Regions from separate parts of the Pan troglodytes genome. Here all the other regions are linked to region 2. The links are chromatin contacts, called in public Hi-C maps. All regions are on one chromosome and are shown on one strand. The core of a region is the stretch at or near the end of the contact, and the rest is flanking DNA. Distances in the headings are between cores, read along the strand shown.

What was found. Hi-C and Micro-C count contacts between places; a contact is called where the count stands out from the background.
Region 1: a contact with region 2 is called in a Hi-C map of stem cell-derived neural progenitor cells, with 2.7 times the contacts expected there. The contact joins the promoter of FAM177B here to the enhancer-like site in region 2. A contact is called at or near these places in 2 of 7 Hi-C or Micro-C datasets (blood and stem cell-derived neural progenitor cells).
Region 3: a Hi-C map of stem cell-derived neural progenitor cells shows a contact between it and region 2, with 4 times the contacts expected there. The contact joins the promoter of DISP1 here to the enhancer-like site in region 2. A contact is called at or near these places in 1 of 7 Hi-C or Micro-C datasets (stem cell-derived neural progenitor cells) and 1 of 1 datasets of contacts at active chromatin or transcription factors (stem cell-derived excitatory neurons).

The regions. Positions count from the first base shown.
Region 1 is chr1:26,343,284-26,346,242 of NHGRI_mPanTro3-v2.0_pri, reverse strand. FAM177B (family with sequence similarity 177 member B) reads left to right here and starts at 1,342. Exons shown (of 5, transcript XM_016939388.4): 1 at 1,342-1,710.
Region 2 is chr1:25,995,347-25,998,366 of NHGRI_mPanTro3-v2.0_pri, reverse strand. No RefSeq gene overlaps it. Among named protein-coding and RNA genes, the nearest start is that of TLR5, 31 kb to the right of the region's middle. Within about 2 kb of position 1,341, at least 16 of the 24 cell types and tissues checked have an H3K27ac peak or open chromatin away from gene starts, as enhancers often do. A contact at or near this core is called in stem cell-derived neural progenitor cells, where this site is marked.
Region 3 is chr1:26,266,255-26,269,327 of NHGRI_mPanTro3-v2.0_pri, reverse strand. It overlaps DISP1 (dispatched RND transporter family member 1), which reads left to right and starts at 1,478. Exons shown (of 8, transcript XM_063809944.1): 1 at 1,478-1,748.

The sequences.
Region 1 (2,959 bases), core at 93-2,592, 350 kb before region 2:
GGCTGGAGCTCCCAGGCTGGTCGCCTCCAGAATTCCAAACAAATAATTTTCTCTATCTGCCATGATGTAAAAAATGTTGCAAAACACCACAGTGGGACAGGCATGGACAGGCATGCAGGCAGTGGGGTGCATGTATGTCGTTTAATACTGAAAATAAGGATACAAAAATCCTGCCAGGTGATGCTCCTGTAATTCTCAAGGAGCAGCAGTGATTTGTTATTTCACATTTTTCCTCACTCTATCCTTGCCCCCAACACACACACTGCAAGTCACTGATTGGAGCAGGCCAGTGTTCCTTCAGGTGAAGGGGCCTAGAGAAATGTCAGTGAATACCGCGCTGTGAAACTCTGCATCTGAGGCGCGCAGTGGGGCTTTGGTTCTCTCCTCTCACCAGGGGTTTAACCTTTCAACCACCTCAGAAAAAAGGAAAGGTGGAAGCAGGAAGGGGGACCAGCAGCTCTGGGCAAGCAACGCTAATTGGCTCCAGCATAATGACCCAACATCAGTTCTTAGCTGAATTTTAACAGTCCATTTGAAAATATTTTCTAGATAAATGAAAATGGAAAGAGCTCTAGAAAATGTTTAAGTGTTACATACTTAAAATAGTATATTTACTTATTGAAGTTAAATGCCAAGATGTAGAACTAGTGTGTTATTTTCTTGGTACAGATTACAATGCTGTGTTTCAGTGAAGGAGCTAATTGAAATGATTAGTAGATAGATGTAATCAGAAAAATATTAAATGAAGATAGTAATTTCTAAAGCAGGAAATAAAGACAGTTACAAGTCTGTTCTTATTTTTCTAATCTGTTATAACTCCTCCCACCCATTAACCTTAACTAAATGTATGATTCATTTGTTAAACAAATACTGAGTTCCAGCTACGTGTAAGGCATCGTAGGGGCAGAAGATACAGCAGTGAACATAACAGGTAAAACCCTCCCTCTCTGCCAAGGGGCGGGACAGGGAGGAAAGGGAAGACAGAGACAGGTGGAATATGGAGTGTTCAGTGTTGGTAAGTGCTAAGGAGAAAAAATGAAACGAGGTAAGATGCAGAGGGTGGTGGTGAAGGCAATGGGAGGTTGCCTTGAAAGCGGAGCTCCGTGTAGTCTCCATTTGAGTTAAAGACTGGAAATGAGCAAGGAAACAGTCTAAGGAAAGAAAGACTAATAGAGCAGCCAGCACAGAGCTCTGCAGAGAGAGAGGGCGGACCTGTGTGGTCAGGGAATTGCAGGAAGAAGGCCCGTGGGGTTAGAGTGATGTCAGTGGCGGGAGAGTAGTACAAGATGGCGTCAGAAAGCTCGTAGGGGTTAGGTATACGGCCTTGTAGGCCATTGTGAGGAGTTTGGCTTTTACTCTAGGTGAGACGGGAACCCACTGGAGAGTTTTAAGCAAAGACATGACATGGTCTCACTTCGGATTTAACAATTCTGGCTCCTTTTCGAGCGTAGACTGGAGGGGGCCAATTAGGAGGCTGCTGCAATAATCTAGGTGAGAGACGACGGCAAGGGTGAGAGATTATAGACCAGGGTGGTAGCAGTGGAGTAATGAAAAGTATGATTCCAGAAATATCCAAGGCAATTTCCTGGCAGATTTGATGTGAGGTGTGATTAAAGAAGAACCAAGAATGACTTTAGTGTTGTTGGCCTGAGCAACTGGAAGAACAGAGTTGCCATTTATTGAGATGAGAAGGCTGCCGGAAGAGTAGAGGTAAATGTGTGAGTATGTGTGTGTTGGGGGGACGGAGGGAGAGTTGCACTGAAAGCATGAGCAAAGATTTAGACAAATTAGGATTGAGATGTCCATTAGACAACTAAGAAGAGATGTCAAGCAGGTAGTTGGATCTGTGAGACTCAGGGAAAAAGTCTGACCTGGAGAATATAAATGTTACAATCATCTGTGTGTGGATAGTATTGAAAGCCACAGGGCCAAAGGAGATCATCAAGAAAGCAGATAGGAAAGAGAAGAGGTCCAATCACTGAGCCCTGGGGTAATACAATATTTAAAAGGTCAGAGAGATTATATGGCCTGTTAATTACATTATATACTTAGGAACTATCCTTCACAGTCTGTATTTGGGGTTTTTAAGAAACAAAAGGTAGAGGTGCTCCCAAGAATTAAACTGAGCCGGGCGCAGTGGCTCATGCCTGTAATCCCAGCACTTTGGGAGGCTGAGGCAGGAGGATCGCTTGAGTCCAGAAGTTCAAGACCAGCCTGGGCAATATAGGGAGACTCCGTCTCTACAAAAACAGCAAAAAAAAAAAAAAAAAAAAAGGCTGGGCGTGTGACACGTGCCTGTGGGAGGTCGAGGTTGCACCACTGCACCACTCCAGCCTGGGCAAAAGCAAGACCGTGTCTCAAAAAAAAGAAAAAAAAAATTAAACCAAAGCCAAAAGAAGATCACTTACAAAATACCCACATCTAGGTGTGAAGCTGGCAATGTTCCCAAGGTTTTTGTAAATAAGTTGATTCCAAACTGTTCACTATTGAGACCCCTCTGTGTGACATGTACCGATTACAAAGATGAATTTTGCATAGCATATTCTAAAATGCCCATTAGGTGGCAGAAAAACATTCAGTAAACCAACTGTGAGCTAGCTAGTGCTCACTCTTGTGCTCATTCACGGTCTCTCTCTCCACTCCCCTCCAACCTCCCAAAGAGCCCTCTGAACTTAAAGATGTGTATGGCTATTAATGCACAACACCATAATCATAAAGAACGAAGACTGGTATTTTCTTCAGAGAGCCAACAGATATCATCAGTCTCTAAGATAATAGAGGCAAGCCAGGTGTACAGGGGATGAGAGTGTGCATATGTTTCATTTGGTTTGGAAATGTATGAATTTGGACAGTCTTAAGAGGAGTAAATTGACTATAATGAGACTATTAGGCCTTATTTTTAAACTTTTGATATTTAAGCTTTTTAGCTTGGGGCAGTGTGAAGAAGTGTTTAGAAAGT
Region 2 (3,020 bases), core at 92-2,591:
TGTGGCAGGTATACAGTGTGGTGTGTGTGTTCTGTGTGGTGTGTGTGGTGGGTATACAGTGTGGTGTGTTATGTGTGGTTGGGTGTGTGGTGGGTATACAGTGTGGTGTGTGTGCTGTGTATGTGTGCTGTGTGTGTGGTGTGTGTGGTGGGTATACAGTGTGGTGTGTGTGCTGTGTATGTGTGGTGTGTGTGTTATGTGCTCTGTGTGTGTGTGTGGGTATACAGTGTGGTGTGTGCAAAGTGTGTATGTATGCGTTTGTGTGGTGTGTGTGCTGTGGCGTGTGTGGGGTGCGTGTGGTAGGTATACAGTGTGGTGTGTGTGTTCTGTGTGGTATGTGTGTGGTGGGTATACAGTGTGGTGTGCTATGTGTGGTTGGGTGTGTGTATGTGCTGGTTGTGTGTATGTGCTGTGTGTGTGGGGTGTGTGTGGTGGGTATACTGTGTGGTGTGTGCGCTGTGTATGTGTGCTGTGTGTGCTGTGTATGGTGTGTGTGCTGTGTGTGGTAGGTATACAGTGTGCTGCGTGTGTGGTGTGGTGTGTGTGCTCTGTGTGTGCTGTGTGTGTGTGCTGTAGGTATACAGTGTGCTGCGTGTGTGGTGTGGTGTGTGTGCTCTGTGTGTGCTGTGTGTGTGTGCTGTGTGTGCTGTGTGTGTGTGCTGTGTGTGCTGTGTGCGTGTGTGGTGTGTGTGGTGGGTATACAGTGTGGTGTGTGTGCTGTGTATGTGTGGTGTGTGTGTGTGCTGTGTGCGTGTGTGGTGGGTATACAGTGTGGTGTGTGTATGGTGTGTATGTGTGAGTGTGTGTGGTGGGTATACAGTATGCTGTGTGTGTGTGCTGTGTGTGTGGGGGGTGTGTGTGGGGGGGTGTGTGTGGGTCCCCTGAGTGGTGTGGGGGAACAGGGACGGACCGCAGGTGCAGGTGCTGGCGGTGGTTGTGTCACCAGCCAGATGGCTCTATCTATGAAGACTGTTTTAGGGATTTCTGTTGGCGTTTTGTTTGTTGTGTGTTTTGTCAGCTTGCGCCTCGCAGGGGTTTCTCCCCTGAGGCCGGCGCCTCCGGGTGTGGTGTTGGCGCTGTGTCTAGGGTTTCTAGAAGGGGGAGGAATGAGGGAAAGAGGCCCCTCCGGGCACTGGGACAGGCTCAAGGGGAACGGCCCCGAGCTGGGTGTTGGCTGAGTGTGAATTCCAGCAGCCAGGCTCACAGACCCGTGTCACCTCTGACGTCAAGTGGCAGGGACACGCTAAAAGCCTTTGAGTCTATTGATTGAGAAGGCTCCAGAAGGTTTTGGAGCGCTGGAAGAAGGCCAGGCCTGGAATTTACGCGTCGGCCTCTTGGTGTCTCCTCCCGCTGAAGGGAGTAAATCCAGGCAGGTCTGGGGCTGCCGGTCGGGCACCTGGGGCGGAGGAGCCTCGAGGCTGTGGTCCTGCAGCGCCACCTGGGGGCGGCGAGAAGAGTAGCCGCAGAGGCTCGGGAGGACGCGCCCTCGGGTCCAGCCGCAGCCAGCACACCGGGAGGTGGTCAGGGGTCATCTCTTCTGCGCCGGCCCCAAAGTAGACTGTCCAGTTCCCTGGGAGATACTGCGAAATCTGCTTCATGTTTCCATTCGTAGACAGGAAAAAAAAAAGCCCGCCCCAAAAGCCTGAGCTTCCATTAGGATTACCTTGCCTGGGGTCCCAGAGTGACCATAAAACACCATTTCCCACCCTCCCTGCCCCATTGGTTTGTCAGAATACCGCTTCCACTAAGAGGTACCATCGTTTAAGATTCTTAGAATATTCTACCTAAAAGGCCTGAATATTCTCATATTCATGTGTGGCCTTAGAATGAATATCCAGCCTGAAAGGAGATGGTGAAGTATGCCTGCCTCATAGGGAAACTGAGGCTCAGCAAGGCTCCGTGGAAGAGGGGAAACCTTACCCTCTGAGTGCTCCATAATGGAGTCTATGGAATAAGCTGACAGCAGGCGGATTAGCAGGAGGAAGGGTGACCACATTTATTATGCACATGGATGCATCATGGGAAAGAAAAGTGAATATCCCCAAACCAATGAGAGACCTAGAAGCTTATGCGCCTGACTCACCGCGGAGGCAGGAGAGGGGATGGAGGTGCCATGGGGAGAATGAATGATTTGGGGAAAGATGAATGGGCCCTTGGGAGAATATGGGTAGCCTATGACAAAGTTGGCCTGGGCATGGCATCAACCTTCAGTCCCCTCTGCTGTGATGCGAATCTCCCCTGGCTCATGAATTTCCTGGGGAGGGGATTCATGATAATTGAGGTCCCTTTGGAGGGTCCGTCTTTAGGCAGACAAAGGCAGCTCAGAGCAAGCCTCCGCCTGCATCCCGTGCTGCCCAGTGCCTTCGGTTCAAGGTAGCTGGCATACCGTGTTTGGGTGGCACTTCCCGAACTCCTTCAGCCCAGTCCCTTGACTTTAAGCCCAGTGCTCTTTCCACTGCTGTCCATGGTGTGTGGCCCTCCCCCTGTGCAGAGTGTGTGACTGGGCACCCGCAGAGGGACACCAGGCCACAGAGAAAACAGAGAGAGGCAGACCCAGATAATGCCAAGATGTGCACAGAGCTGAGTGCTGTAGAGGGAGCCGCAGGCATGGGATGGAGGGTGTGACACCAAGTGGTACCACCCACAGGACACATCTGCGAAGATACTCAGACTGAAGTCTGGGTCCCAGAGAAATGACTCTTTATAGCACCTGGAAAGGCTACCCTGCTGCCTGCAGTCTCTGTGGAACAAAGAAGAAATGAATATTGCAATACATGTCACACGTAAATTCAGCATCTAGCCCTGTTTGTACTTGACCTGGCCTGGCCACCTTGTTACCTTATGCTCCTCATCACAAACTCCTCCCCAGAGCCAGGCTGCTGGCCTCCCTGAATATCCTGCTTTCGCGCCTTTGCTTTTGCTGCTTCCCCTTCCCGGAGCACCTGCCATGCCCCCCTCACACCTTAGCATGTGAGTCGAAGCTTCCTGCACACAGCCAGGGGCTCCTGGAGGGGTGTGTT
Region 3 (3,073 bases), core at 229-2,728, 270 kb before region 2:
TTTCACAGAGTGTCTATTACATTCTACTTCTTGGCACCCAGCGTGGGCACACACACGCACACACACACCACACATCACACCACATACACACTCTCTTCTTTCCATCCTTTCAAAAATACACCTTGCCACTATGTGAATCAGTTATTTCAAGTACCACCACAAATGGACTACTAACCTTCCCAATGGGAGAAAACCCAAACGCGTGACCTTTTACTTCACTTAGAGTTGATGTTATGCCCTCTAAGTACAGACTTTCTACACGATATCCATTCCTCATTTTCTTCTACTGTAATCCTATCTCCATATATTGCAATGTATGGCCTTTTGCTGGCAAAAGGAGAAAAAAAGAAAAATGTATGTATTATACCATTCCTTTTTAAAAAGGCAAAGAAAGGGCTTGGTGTGCAAGAGAGTATTTATTAAACACTAGTAGCAAAGAAAACAAACAAAAAATGCAACAGTCCTCATTACTGTAGCTGGTGTTGAAGCTTCTTTCTTCTGGGCCCATTCCATAGTTCCCTGTGACTTCAGTTAGCATCTCAGTTGGTTGGGGTGATTTGCTCAATGCAGCAACCTGAGGGGTATGATCCCTTGTGGTCCTGCCTTTATAGGGTTGTGGTAGCCGTCTATTGCCTTTACATCTGGGTATGGCAGTTCAAGAAAGCACCCTCAAGGATAAAACATGCTATTCATGATCTATTATTTTTCTTTGATGACTAGGACAATCCCCCTAGTCAACCCCATGACTCACTGTTTTGTCTATTCCCTTAGATGACCCCACGGATTCCGTTGCACGGAGTCTCTGAAGTCCAAAATTTTTAAGCATAGGGCACAACGTTCTTCATGATTTGGCCTTGTCTCTTCTCATCATGCTTGCTCTTGCATCTGCCATTTGACACTTTGCTTAACTCCTGGCCAGCTACTGGTACAAGCCAAGCTCTCACTCCATATCGTCCTTCTTCTCTGCATGCCCTTCTCCACTGTGCCTGTCCTTTAACTCTTATTCATCATTTATTTCAGTCTCAATTGAAGAGTCATTATTTCTAGAAAGCCTTCTCTGCCCAGCTCTCTACATTGCACCGTTCCCTACAGCACCACCAGAGTGCCTCTAACACTTGATGGTTTCATTGCTTATATATTTTTGTTTCTGTGCATAAGCCTCCCGAGGGAGCCGCCGCTGTTCGATTTATTCTATAGCTAGTTCCTCGCCCTGAGTGTAAGCGTCACGAGAGCTGGGGCTGTCCTCTGTTCGCTCTATCCCCAGCCCCTACAGCAGTGCCTGGTTGTTCACAGGCCTATATAGCAGGTGATAATAATCTGAATAATGAAAGAAGAAACACTGTCTTGTGGCGTGATTTACTTCTGTTTTTACTTATGTCAACTTTTAACTAGATTGTGAGGACAGAGGTCAGTGTCTGAGTCATCTTGTGCCTCACTGGGCTTGGGCAGAATAGACGCTTGGTCAAGCATTTGCACACTGGTCGATGGATACACTAGAAAGAGCAGGAGCGCGAGAGGGAATTTTTTTGGCGCCTGCCTCGCCCTTTCAAGCCAAGCCCCTCTGCCCTCTGCCCCTTGCCAGCCGCCCGTCGCCCGCCGCCGGCGATCCCTCTCCCGGGGAGCGGTAGTCAAGCGAGGCCAGCGGGCCGGGAGCGGGCGAGGGGCGGGACTTCCGGTCCCGCTCGCGACGCGGACCGCGCCAGGCGGAAGCCCTGCTCCGGGCCAGCATCCGAGAGCCCGGACTGGAGGTGAGTTCGCAGCCGGAACGTTGCAGGCACTTGTTTCCTCAGTGGATGCCTTTCGGCGCGCCGCCGCCCGGCGCCGCGGGACTGGGAGACCGGGTAGGGACGGGAGAGTCGGCATCTCCTGCGCGTGTGGAGGGAAAGCCGGGACGCCAGGCTTGAGAGAAGGGCCAGGACTGAGAACGGGGAACCAGGAGAGCCCTAAGGGCAGCCTTTAGGGACTGAGGAGGGAGGCACCGGGGACCCTGAGGCCAAAGAGGCCCTGAGACTGGAGGTTGCGGATGACACGGGGCAGAGTTGCATCTCGGAGGAAAGTAGTCATTCGTGGGGGCGTGTCCCGGGTCCTGGCGGATTGACTGCGAGGATGGCAGGAGATGGCAAAGGTTGGCTTCCAGGGAGAGGTTACAGAGGAGGGAGTCAGTCGTTGTCTGAGGGTCGTAGGTGAGAAGGACGTCTTGACCTAACGAACCAGAAAGATGACCAGCCGCCTATTGGATGCTGAACTCCTATTGCTTCATTTGCAATTCATGCAGTTTGTTTTTTGTTTTTAGAAATATATCCCGCTCCGCGCGTGTGGATTTCGGGAAAATATTGTATATTCCTAGGGACCGCTCGAATTCTTGCTTCACCCAGATTCTGCGTGTCTTTGTCAAACTGATAGTAGTTGAGAGTTCTCTTCAACCAAGGAAGACAACCAAAGTTTTCCTTTGGGACTCTTCTCTACCCTGCAGAGTTTAGCTTGTCTTATTTCCTTTGTCATGGGATGAACTAAATGCGTTCAGAATTATGGTGATAATCACATGGAAAGCCAGTGCTGTCAATGTTTGCAGTTTCAACTCATTGTTTTTCTGTCCAACTTTCTAACACATTTTTTCTAAAAGCTATTTTGTTGGGTTTAGTCTTTTAGTTTAACCAATAAAGGCAATTTTACATCAGGGTGCAGCAAATTACTAGCAGTTCTTAAGATTTTACTGTTCCTTTTTATTTCTGCTGTAAGGAAATATATATATATATATATATATATATATATTTGCCATTGTCAGTGTTTTTTAAAAATATTGATAACCCAAGATCTGTTGTTACACGCACATTAGCACATTTAGTTTTCCCCAGTGGCCAGTGTTTGGTATGTGGGCTCATTATTATTACCAATGGTAATTATTGATTTAGTTATTATTTACCTTGCATTTATGTTTTATTGGATGTGATTAATATGTGCTTCCTAATCTACATAATATAGTGTTTCACTCAGTGTAATTACAAAGATTCTCCTAGCTTTTAAGTAGGTAGTAAGTGAATTGGATTTTTGCCACAAAGTGAGCAAGGTAGCT